Linked DNA regions of Pan troglodytes: region 2 is linked to region 1. Evidence: chromatin contacts called from public Hi-C data. All regions are on one chromosome and are shown on one strand. Each heading gives the region's core, a stretch centred on a gene start, on an enhancer-like site or on the middle of the called end of the contact. The rest is flanking DNA. Distances are from core to core; before and after follow the strand shown. Region 1 holds the start of SOX4 (SRY-box transcription factor 4). Region 2 has its middle 140 kb from the start of SOX4.

Region 1 (5,896 bases), core at 3,169-5,668:
TTGCGTTGGGGGTGGGAAGCCCGTGGGGCGTGCCCCACCTAGACCGCCTGCTGGGGCCACTGGGGTGGTTTTGCCGCCCCCTCAACCCCTGCCACCCCGGGTCGTGTAGGCAGCTCCACCCGGACGCTTGCGCCAGGGCCTGACTGCCGCGGCTGCCAGCGGAAAGGCAGAGACCAGCTGATCCAAGGAGGACAAAGCGAGCCGAGACCTTCCGCAGAGCTTGGCTTCCTCGTAACTGCGCCCAGAGCGCAGCCTCTCCCTGTTAACTACCTGCCATATGTTCCCTTCTCTCAGACCCGAAACCGCCTCCTACAGGTGCTGGGGACTGAATCTGGAGCTTCGGGCGCGGCCCTTGACAAGGGCGCCTGGCACCCTGGGGCGCCTCCGTGGCCCTCGCAAACTCAGAGAGCCCCCACCGTCCAGTCTTTCCTGCACGAGCGAGGGATCGAGGGAAGGCGCCAATGCACGTCTGTCCCTCCGTGATCCGCGGAGAAGGGACGCTTGAAGACTGGGGTGCAATCAATTGTCGACTTCCCTCAGCTCTCAGCCCTTTTCCTCCCCCCGCGCGCCGTGCACGCGCAGCCTGCTCTGCCCTCCTGAAAGAGACGCTGCAGCTGCGCTCTCAATGGGGCCTCAGCCTGCGGGGTCCGGGGAGGGGATGAAGTGGGTGGTTGCCCAGCCGGTGTACGAAGGTCGTGTGCCTGCCGAAGAGTGGGTCCCACACGCACAGCGCGCACCGTACCATCCAAGCAAGGCTCACAGAGAGCATTTAGTCGTCCAGAGCAAAGGATGCTGGGCACCCAAGAGAGCAGGGGGCCAAGTGGCTGTCAGTTCTGGTCAGTGACGGAACTGGACAGCATCTCCAAGGGCCAGGGGATGAGGTAGGAGGATAGAGGAGCCAAGCTCCTGGGAAACGACCCCCCCAACCTATCCGCGACCGGTTGCAAATTCAAAGGAGGGCTGGGAGCCCGCGAGGGTGCGGGAGGTGTCCTCGCTTGGGCTGCGTGTGCGCGCGCGTTTGTGTGTGTGTGCGCGCGCGTGTCTTCAGCTCCTTCCCCGGTCGTAAAACCTAAACGGAAGACGGGTGTTAAAATGCTGCTGACAGGATCGCCTGAAACATGTTTACAGTAGGAAGGACTTTCCTCCAGAAAGCACAGTCTGAGTCGATTCCAATTTATTTCCTCCCTGTAACTGTAAGCGAAAGGAGAGGTTCGGCTGCCGCGGCGGAGCGAGGCTGAGCACCATTAATCCTCGGCGAGCTTAAGCCAGGGAGAGCGCTGTGCCTGCGAGACCGAGTCGCTGCGCTCCGGAAGGCGTTCTGCCTGAAGGAAACCTCTTTTTTTTTTTTTTTTTTTTTTTTTTTGAGTAGGGAGTGGCCTTTGCACTGGCGTCCTTAAGTAAGGCGCGTCGTTTCTCTGCAGCCGCTCTCGGAAGCCGGAGAAACTGCATTCACTTTAGCAAGAAGACAGGGAAACTGAAATTGATAATCCCCCGACTTGGGTTACCTGATCCAGACAGGAAGCTGGTCTAGGCTTCCCCAGTCACCCGGAGCTCCTGACAAGTGAGCAGGAGGCGGCGGGTGGTTGCCCTAAACTTTGATTTATGAAAAAAAATCAGAATTCATCGACATACCCTGTTACTCGTTGAGCGTTTAAGCCTCTAACTAAAGAAGGTACAGTGGTAGGGAGTGGTAGGGGGGTCGGGAGAGGAGGAAGGGGGAGAAGAAAGAAGACTGACTATCCCCACGATTTCCTACCTCGCCTCGCGGGCGCAGGGAGGCTCAGCGATGCCACCTGGCGGCTGCTTCTCCCCAGATTGGGAGCCGGCTGGCTGCAGACAAACCCAGGCTCTCCCCGGGTGCCGTGCCTCTCTGCCTCTAGAATAGAAGCAGAAGCCTGTATTCATGCTTGCAATCCAAGTGGCCCTGCAAACATTCGTCTTCTGCTTGTTTTCTTGAGAAAATCGAAGGAAAGGAATAATGAGTTGGCATTGGCATGAACAGCTTAAGCCTACTGTGTGCTAGTCACTGGTTATGAGAGGAAAATGGTACAATTGTTACAAATGCAGGTTTCTTAACTCTTAGCTTATTCTAGTGATAAAAATAAATGCTAGGTTTCATTTACCCCAGAATCCTATTTTGATATTTTGCAAATATGAGTTATTTCCATATATTATTTTTCAATGCACGCACCCCCACCCCCATTACGCGCTGAGCCCAGTTACAATGCAATGTCATCAGCCCAAAAGGATGAAGTGCAAGTTATGTTTGTCTACTTGACTGAGAAGTAAATCAGCCTCACATGGAGGCTTCTTTTCCATAAAGTGTGGACCCAAAAAAACTGGCGCCTTTCAGTTGACAAAGGCCAATGACATCAGATTTCCCAGGGCTTCTTCCTTGTCAGGTAAAGTAACAACTACACAGTTTTTCCTCCTCTTTATTTTATTTGAACTGAATACTTGTCAGGTCTGACTAGCGCCTACAATCATAGTTTCTATAACCAAGGCAAGGCAAAATCTTGCAAATCAGTGCAAATCCAGATTTGTTAAACTAATTTCCATTCAGGTCCCTCCCTCCATGCCAAAGGAATATATTAAGCAGTGGAATAGAATCTTATTTCATCTATGCCCCATACCATTGTATGGATGTGAGATTTTATGTTGTGTAGATGTGTGAGAGCAGAAGAAATGCATTAGCAGATATTACACTTACATCTCAAATGGAATTCCATCATTTAAGGGAATAAAATAAAATACCTAATTCAAAATTGGAAATGTCTAACATCATTGCTAACAAAGACAGTTTATTATTCTAAACCAGGATTTTTTTTTTCTGCAAAATTATCTTGGCTTTCTCTTAATACAGCTAAAAGACTAGCATTAAGAATTACTTCATGTACTGCAAAGCCAGCAGAGGGAACACTGCGTACTGATTTAGTAGGGGCCACCAAATATCTGGTATTTGGGGAAAAAAATGTCAGTAATGGAGAACTGATTACAGAGCATAGGAAGTTAGGGAATGAGAAGGGAGAAATCTTTTCTCATTATTTGGTATTGAGAGGTCCAACACATTCCAGTGTGCACACACTTAGTTGGTCACAAAGATGACTTTAATAAAAGGGCATTCGTCATATGTTTTCTTACATTCTAAGAGAACTAACCCATTAGAACAGATCTATTTCAGAAGTCTAGGCACTTGTGTAATATATAAATATATATACAGTAATTATAAAGTCAATGGAAGTTACTGATACCATATTTCATCAAGTCTAAGAGGAAATTTTTCTTTTCATTTCAACTCTTCCTGAAATAAGGAGGCATCCTACATCTAGGGGGATATCACAGTTTCATTGGCAGCTTTCTTCCTTGGTGGAATGTAATATAATGGTGTGTCTTAAAATTTGTTGGATTTGTTGAAATACAGAAAATACATGTAACAAAAGAATGAGGCCAGTGGCTGTGTTTTAGTACACCCTTTAAAAAATCCATGTGTTTTAAGCAGAAACATATATGACTGCTTTAACTTCCACTCTTCCCTATCATATTCGATGATGGAAGCATAAATGACTGAGAAATATAATCAATAATGTTGATACTCAACTTGACTGAATTATCAAACTAGCTACACCCTCAAATCATTAGTACAAATTCAAAAATAAATATTCTTTTTTATCCTAGTGAAAATATTGATCTTATAGATAACAGCCCTCTTAAAATAATTTTTTTTTGTCAGATTGGTAACATTTAAGGATGTGTTTCTATGCACACCAGAGAAAATGAAGTATATAACACAGCAACACTGTTATGCAAAAAAGGTGCCTGTGTGTTTTTGGTTTGGGTTTTTCTTTTTTTAAGGATTTGTTTCTCCTTTTTTAAAAAAATTATGTAATACAAGTAGCTAATCGTCAAAAATTATTTGCTTTTACCCACAAAAACAGTTTTGCTTGTGGTTGATCCTTACAGATCCAGTCAGATGGCTACATAGGGTGTTCTTTCCAGTAAAATTCTAAGTCTGACAACCTGGGCCTATTGCCAGCCTACATACTTTAAAAGTTTGACAAGATACATAGAAATTTACTACCCAGCACTAGTTTAATCTGAATCAAAAGCTGACTTAATTATTTTGGATTGACTTTACCTAACCACTTATGGTTAGCCTGAAGAATATTAGTTTCCTATTATAGTGTTAAGGAAAGCTGATTTTTACTACAATTCTAATTTTCAGACATTGGAAAACAAGTAATTTCTGTAGCCAACGTTTATTTTGAATACCTTGGCATCCTTTCTTTGCCACATTCTTCTTAGTATTCTTCATGGAGTTTCTTTCTTTTAAAATCAATGGAATGGCAGGGTTGCCACTATTGTCCTTCTATGGTTCACATCAATGATCTGTGATTACTTTTTTTTTTTTTTTTGAGATAGTCACACTCTATCACCCACACTGGAGTGCAGTGGCTCAATCTTAGCTCACTGCAACCTCCTGGGTTCAAGCAATTCTCCCGCCTTAGCTTCTCGAGTAGCTGGAATTACAGGTGCATGCATCCCTGCCCAGCTAATTTTTTAATTTTTTAATTTTTAGTAGAGACAGGGTTTCACCATGTTGACCAGGCTGGTCTCGAACTCCTGACCTGAAGTGATCCACCCACCTTAGCCTCCCAAAGTGCTGGGATTACAGGCATGAGCCACCGCGTCCCGCCTGTTATTACTTTTTTACATAAGTGGCTATTCTGTTTTAGCCTCTTGAACAACATGCAGCTTTTACTAGGAGTGTGTCTGGCATCTGAATTAGAAAGGAAGGTATTAGTATTCATTGAGGGCTTACAATACATCAGGTGCTTCATAGTCACAAATTCATTGAACCCTCATAAAAACCCTCTATAAAGTAGCTCCTAGTGTTCCCATATAATAGATGAGGAAAACTGAGACTTGGCCACATCCCCATAGTTACAAACCATTAAGAAGGATTAGCAGCCAGGTCTACTATGAATCCGGAGGCCCCATTCTCTTCTGCTACCAGTTATCACCTCCTTCTACAGTTTCTCTTTGCCTTGATTTTTCAGTTCCCTTCGATTCAAGTAACAGATAAGAGGAAATATATAAGAAGGAAAGGAGGAAGATGGCTTTGGGAGGAGGAGAGGGAAGAGAGTGAAGCAATCTTTAATTTTGAAAACAGGGAAAACAAATATTTAGAAAGTAAAACCGATTTCCATCCTTTACATGCCATTATACATCCTATACAAAACTCTGGAAATCTGCCTATTGAGGTAATTACGGAGCACTACCTAATGTGTTTCAAGGGAAAGCTCCCCCGTTTGGGCTATGCAGGATTTACAGGGAGTTTAAATCATTAAATAACCATAGTTGACCCTTGCTTGGTTAAGAGAGTAAGCAATTATTGCAAAGTCCTCTTCCCTGCCTTCCACAAACAGCACAAAAACGGTTCTGAAGGGATTTACACAATACATCAACATCTGTGCTGTACCTAGAGTTGTTAAAATAATTGTGATGACAGGTGTCCAGGTACCACTTTCTTAATGGTTTTCAATATCCATTGATTTATTGTTTTGTGGCTTTCTCTTCCCCTTTACAGCTTTGGCTTTAAGAAAGAGCTGGGGAACAGATTTTGCACCAGAGGCTGATTCTTTATTCCAATGCTGAAAAGAACTAATAAAAATAATCACTTGGCTTTTAAGCAGAAAGCTTCCATTTACAGTATTTCACCCTTACCCCGCCCCGTTCCAAGCCCCTTGTTATCTAACATAATGGTTAGAATACATTTCCGTCTCTCCCCTTAATAATTTCATGCATTAACATCCTCTTCACACACTATACACACACGCACGCGCGCACACACACGCGCGCACACACACACAGCAAAAGGAAAAAAGAGGCAGCAGAA
Region 2 (6,084 bases), core at 3,493-5,992, 140 kb after region 1:
TACATTGTAATGAACCCAATTTATGATGCCTGGCAATGCATTTACTAAGTGCCATTTATCTTTTTGTGTGTGGAACGCATTCAGTCTTCTAAGCAATGCCTGGATGTTCATTCATGTCTGGACTTCAGGTTAGGCATGAGGGTGAGGTAAAGTCATTTGCAACAGGGTTGCGGCTTTCGAAATTGGGGACGTGACTGGGCGCGGTGGCTCACGCCTGTAATCCCAACACTTTGGGAGGCTGAGGTGGGAGGATCACCTGAGGTCAGGAGTTCGAGACCAGCCTGGTCAGTGTGGTGAAACCCTGTCTCTACTAAAAATACAAAAAAATTAGCTGGGTGTGGTGGTGGGCGCCTGTAATCCCAGATACTCGAGAAGCCGAGGCAGGAGAATCGCTTGAACCCGGGAGGCGGAGGTTGCAGTGAGCTGAGATCGGGCCACTGCACTCCAGCCTGGGTGACAGAGTGAGACTCCTGTCTCGATCTCTTGACCTTGTGATCTGCGCGCCTCGGCCTCCCAAGTGTTGGGATTACAGGCGTAAGCCACTGCGCTCGGCGAGACACTTTCTCAAAAAAACCAAAAAAACAAAAAAAAACAAAAGAATAACAAAAAAGAACAAAAGGCCGGGTGCCATGGCTCACGCCTGTAATCCCCGCACTTTGGGAGGCCGAGGCGGGAGGATCACGAGGTCAGGAGATTGAGACCATCCTGGCTAACAGGGTGAAACCCCGTCTCTACTAAAAAAAAATAGAAAAAATTAGCCGGGTGTGGTGGCGGGCGCCTGTAGTCCCAGCTACTTGGGAGGCTGAGGCAGGAGAATGGCGTGAACCCAGGAGGCGGAGCTTGCAGTGAGCCGAGATCGCGCCACTGCACTCCAGCCTGGGTGACAGAGAGAGACTCCATCTTGGAAAAAAAAAAAAAAAAAGAAAGAAAGAAAAAAAAAAAACTGGGGACCAAGGCAAATAGTCTTGAGGCCTACTAACATAAAAGAATAATCAGAGTCTTGTGTAGTGGTGCCTGCCTTTACTCCCAGCTACTAGGGAGGCTGAGGTGGGAGAACTGCTTGAGCCCAGGAGTGTGAGGCTACAGCGTGAATGTAATCGCCACTGCCCTCCGGCCTAGGCAATACTAATGAGACCTTGTCTTTAAAAAAAATGTTCAAGAAGGGCTTTTGACTGGGTCTCTTTTTCTGCCTCTGCTGTCCATGTCTCAGCATAATGTTTTAGTTTGAAATGGGATTGCTCTTTTTTTTTTTTTTTGCCTTCATCAACTGTTTTTCTATCTCGTGTGGTTTTCCTTGTTAGAGGTGGATGCTGGGGCTTTGAAACCAGTCTGCTGAGTGGTTTCTAATATTACTGTTAGGCATGGGAAAAGGAAATCTGAGGGATGTGAATTTGGATCACTGACCTGGCAGGTTGTCAGTTTTCTCAGGGTGACCTAGTTTCTTGCTTAGGTGCCATCAGCGAAGGTTAAGAAAGTCCTCTCACTTCCATCCCTCATGAAGGAACTCAGGAGGTGATTACAAAACAGTGTTGCTGAATCTCACGGCAATCAGTGCAAGGGTAGAACATGTCTCCAGGTTATGATCATGGCTCCTTCCTCTCTTTGCTCTCCATGATGAGATTTCCCCCTCTATTGCTTTGTTTTGATGGGTATTTTACAGGAACCTGGGAGAGAACAGTCTCAGGATATGTACTATGGTACCATTTCACCTCCAATTTAGAATATTTTAATAAGTGATGATTTTACAGATTTGCAACTTGTGATCATTTATTCATTGATAGAGAACGCTAGCCAATTAAAAACAGCAACTTTCCTAGTGTCTTAGAGTTTGAAATTTCACGCGAAGGAAATATAAAATGAGGAAGTATCTAATAAATAGTTGAAGGTCTTTTAGTTTGACATCAACTTTTAAGTGTATCAATTATTTTATTGTAGAGGATTTGCTCATCCTTTTGTGTACTATTAATATTAAATATCCCACTTTGGACTAGATGAAAATAATTATTTTACAACATTATTAATACCTTAGTTTAAAACATAGAGTATGTAAAGAAATGTGTGATGATAAACCATTTTGTAATTTATTTATTTATTTAATTTTTGAGGCAGAGTTTCGCTCTTGTTGCCTAGGCTGGAGTGCAATAGCATGATCTAGGCTCACCGCAACCTCTGCCTCCTGGGTTCAAGCGATTCTCCTGCCTCAGCCTCCTGAGTACCTGGGATTACAGGCATGCGCCACCACGCCTGGCTAATTTTTGTATTTTTAATAGAAACGGGGTTTCTCCATGTTGGTCAGGCTGGTCTCGAACTCCTGACCTCAGGTGATCCATCCACCTCGGCCTCCCAAAGTTCTGGGATTACAGGCATGAGCCACCGTGCCGGGCCCCATTTTGTAATTTAGACCTTCACTAAGTTATACTGTCTTCCCTCACCCGATTGCCCTGAACTAGTACCATTGTAATCTCTGTTCCAATCGTGGAGACAGTTTGCAGAATTTTCAGGGCTGGGCCGCAGTTCTGGCCCAGGTTCCTGTGGATGCTGAGGTTTCCGCTGACTTCCAAGATAGCACGGAGGTGGGGGCGTTGTGTCCTATGCTGCGTTCAAAAGCTGAGCTTCCGTTGCCTTAGCATTTCGCTAATGGCAGCTGTGCTGTGTGTCTTTATTGCAGGTGCTTTTTCCTGGTATTTGTTTGAGCTGTTGGTGTTCAGCCTTGGTCATTTAGATTCTTCTTATCTCCCTGTTATCATGGTGTTTAGTTTAGTGTGTGTTTTTTTGTTTTGTTTTTGTTTTTGTTTTTGAGATGGAGTCTCACTCTGTCATCCAGGCTGGGGTGCAACCTCAGCTCACTGCAACCTCTGCCTTTTGGGTTCAAGTGATTCTTCTGCCTCAGCCTCCTAAGTAGCTGGGTCTACAGGAGTGCATCACTATACCCGGCTAACTTTGGTATTTTTAGTAGAGATGGGGTTTCGCCATGTTGGCCAGGCTGGTCTTGAACTTCTGACCTCAAGTGATTCACCCACTTCAGCCTCCCAAAGTGCTGGGATTACAGGTGTGAGCCACCATGCCCACCCCTCTTTTTTTTCTTTTTCAAATATTCTTTCTTTTCCTCATAGCTGCACTTTGTAATGCATAGGGTTAATAAATTGTTATTAGATCTCCCTGGCCAAGCTTAGAATAGAGCAAAGAGTCACTGAGAGCTAGATGTGTAGACAGGGGCCTTGAAAGTTTTGGTGATTTGCTCAAGGTAACCCAGCGGGTGGGTGGTAACAGAGCTGAGACTGCTGGGAGCTCCTTTTCAGTGATGCTTAACCATGTCTCCCTTCTGCTGCCTGTAGCTGTTTCTGTGTCTGGACTTGTAATTATAGGTGGATTCATATGACACCTCTCTAACTGCCCCAAGAACAGGAATGTCCACCCTCCTTGAAGGATATGAGTTCTAATGTGGATTCTTGGTCTTCTTTGGGGGCTCTTCTTATGTTTAATGCACTTGTTGCAGCATATACTGAGAGTCTGTGAAATGTTTTCAGATGTAAACTATTGAATCATTTCAAGTATTTGTATTCATTAGTACTCATAGCACAAATGCCATTCCTGTCCCTTAAAGTGTGCAAAGCATGGGTGTTTGAGGGCTTGGCAACCAACGTGTGGGCACCTCTATTTTGAAATCGGTTTTGTTTGCAATTAACAAAGGTTAACAAAAAAGTCCTTTTGGGAAGTTTGGCCGAGGTCCTAGAATTTGTACATGCCTTTGCAGTGTGCTCATACTCTGTGGCACATCTAGGATCCTCAGCCCCTTGTTCTTCGCTTTTTCAGTTGACCAAGTTAAACATTAAAGGAAGAGGATTTCTTTCTTGCTGCCAGGGGATTTTATCACGGTAAAAGGCTTTTAAATAATTTTTTAAAGTTGTGATAAAATACACATAACATAAAATTTGCCATTCGAACCATTTTTAAGCATACGGTTCAGTGGTGTTAAGTATATTCACATCATTGTGCAACCATCAAGACCATCCATCTCCAGAACCCTTTTCATCTTGCAAGACTGCAACTGGGCATGGCAAAATATTTTGTATGTACAAATAAATCTTTAAAGCTGAAACAGGCCAGGCACGGTGGCTCACGCCTGTAATCCCAGCTCTTTGGGAGACTGAGGCAGGTGGATCACGAGGTCAGGAGTTCGAGAGCAGCCTGGCCAATATGGTGAAACCCCGTCTCTACTAAAAATACAGAAATTAGCTGGGCGTGGTGGCACGCGCCTGTGGTCCCAGCTGCTCCGCAGGCTGAGGCAGGAGAATCGCTTGAACTTGGGAGGCAGAGGTTGCAGTGAGCCGAGATCACATCACTGCACTCCAGCCTGGGCTACAGAGTGAGACTCCATCAAAAAAAAAAAAAAAAAGGCTGAAACAATAAAGTTCTTATGTAGAAGGTGCAGTAGTGACATATCTCTAATTCAATTTATATTTTCTGTTTCTTTAACATTTCAACATCTTCAAGTAACATTTATATAGTGTTTTCTTATATTCTCATTGAAGATTCAAAACTCATGTGAGATAGGCATTAATATTCCCATTTTATAAATGAGGAATTTGAAGTAGTAACAGAAAAAAGGTAATGAACAAATCAGGACTCCAGCTTAGTGCTGTGGACTCTAAATCCTTTTCTGTCTCCATTCTACTGTGCTTCAAAAGGCTGTGACTAATGTTTTCTTTATCTATCTATCTATCTACCTAGCTAGCTGGCTGGCTGGCTATTTAGCTAGCGATCTCTTTATTTTGTGGGGATGGAGCAGGCATTGAGGGAGGATTTCTGGAGTTTTGTTTTAAATTCTGGGTCTTGCCCTGACAACAGACAGTCGTGTTCATAACCTTGGGCATCTCATCGGATCAGGGATTATGGTGCTTTGCCTAAACACTTAGTAGATGCAGCAGCTGTCTATTCAAATACTACTTTAAAAAATGCCTGGAATTGTATTTAAATTGCTTCAGTTATTCACTAATTAAATTGCAGATTGTTTCTCCTGGGGATTTTGCACTAGGCTGAGTTTCCTCAATTGTTGGTGTTGGACAATGACAAAATAAATCTTTTGCATTGTAGCTTAGTAAAAAATCCTGCTGAATGGGCTAAATAAGTCCACAGTCATCCCATAAGAGACTTATTTTTTAAAAAAACAATTTTTTTTTTTTTGGTAAGACCAGGCATGGACAGATATTGGGCTTTTGTTTGTTTTTATTTCTGTACTTTGATTCTGGTGCTTAAAATACCTGGAGGGGTCACAGACACAACGGAGGCCCATGTCTTCTATTGAATGTGTCAGCTTCCTTGGTCTGCATGGGTTTTACCAAGAACTGTACAATGGAATTCAAATATTTTAAAACCACATGTGTGTTTCTCACATGGCTGCTACAGTTTAAATCTTTTGTCAGCCTGTTCAAGGGGTTAGATGTAGCAACCAGTTTGCCCTAGGACTTTCTCTAGAGTCCTTATAAATGGTCAGCTTGCTGTAGCATTTACAAAGCATTTCTCTATGTGCTGTTTTCATTCACAGAGAGGAGGAAAAAACAAAATTGGGAAAAGGAAAGAACTTAGAAGGGCTCAGTGTCCCTGCAGAGCAGGAGCTTGTAACAATATGCCCTCGATATTTTTAAACAAAAATGCTTGCTTGCTCTTAAAATGCAAATTGTTTCCATTCCCCTAAAAAAAAATGCACAATTTCATGCTAATGTTCACCTCTCTATCCACAGATAATTAAGACTTTGCTCTCAGAATAAATAAGTACCTAACACTTATGAGCACTGGCTTTGGGGCAGCCAGTGTCTATGCTAAACCTTTCACATGCACGAACCTATTTAATACTCACAACGTAGTGAGGAAGGTGGTATTCTCCCCATTTTACAGACAGGAAAAAGAAGTTCAGGGAGGGGGTTAAGAGACCTGCTCAGATGTCTCACTGATAATAAGTGGCATATCTGGGATTGGGTCCTTTCTGTGGTATAAGTGCTCAGGGTTTTTAAAAAGCAACAGGGTTTTTTTTAAGGGTTGTTGCTGATATTAACAATCTTCAGATATGAGAACCAATGTGGAAGC

What was found. A called contact is a pair of places that touch in the nucleus more often than the background predicts.
Region 2: a contact with region 1 is called in a Hi-C map of stem cell-derived neural progenitor cells, with 5 times the contacts expected there. The contact joins the enhancer-like site here to the promoter of SOX4 in region 1. A contact is called at or near these places in 1 of 7 Hi-C or Micro-C datasets (stem cell-derived neural progenitor cells) and 1 of 1 datasets of contacts at active chromatin or transcription factors (stem cell-derived excitatory neurons).

Annotation. Positions count from the first base shown.
Region 1 is chr5:27,537,677-27,543,572 of NHGRI_mPanTro3-v2.0_pri, forward strand. It overlaps SOX4 (SRY-box transcription factor 4), which reads left to right and starts at 4,419. Exons shown (of 1, transcript XM_527244.9): 1 at 4,419-5,896.
Region 2 is chr5:27,677,934-27,684,017 of NHGRI_mPanTro3-v2.0_pri, forward strand. No RefSeq gene overlaps it. Among named protein-coding and RNA genes, the nearest start is that of SOX4, 140 kb to the left of the region's middle. Within about 2 kb of position 4,743, at least 6 of the 24 cell types and tissues checked have an H3K27ac peak or open chromatin away from gene starts, as enhancers often do. A contact at or near this core is called in stem cell-derived neural progenitor cells, where this site is marked.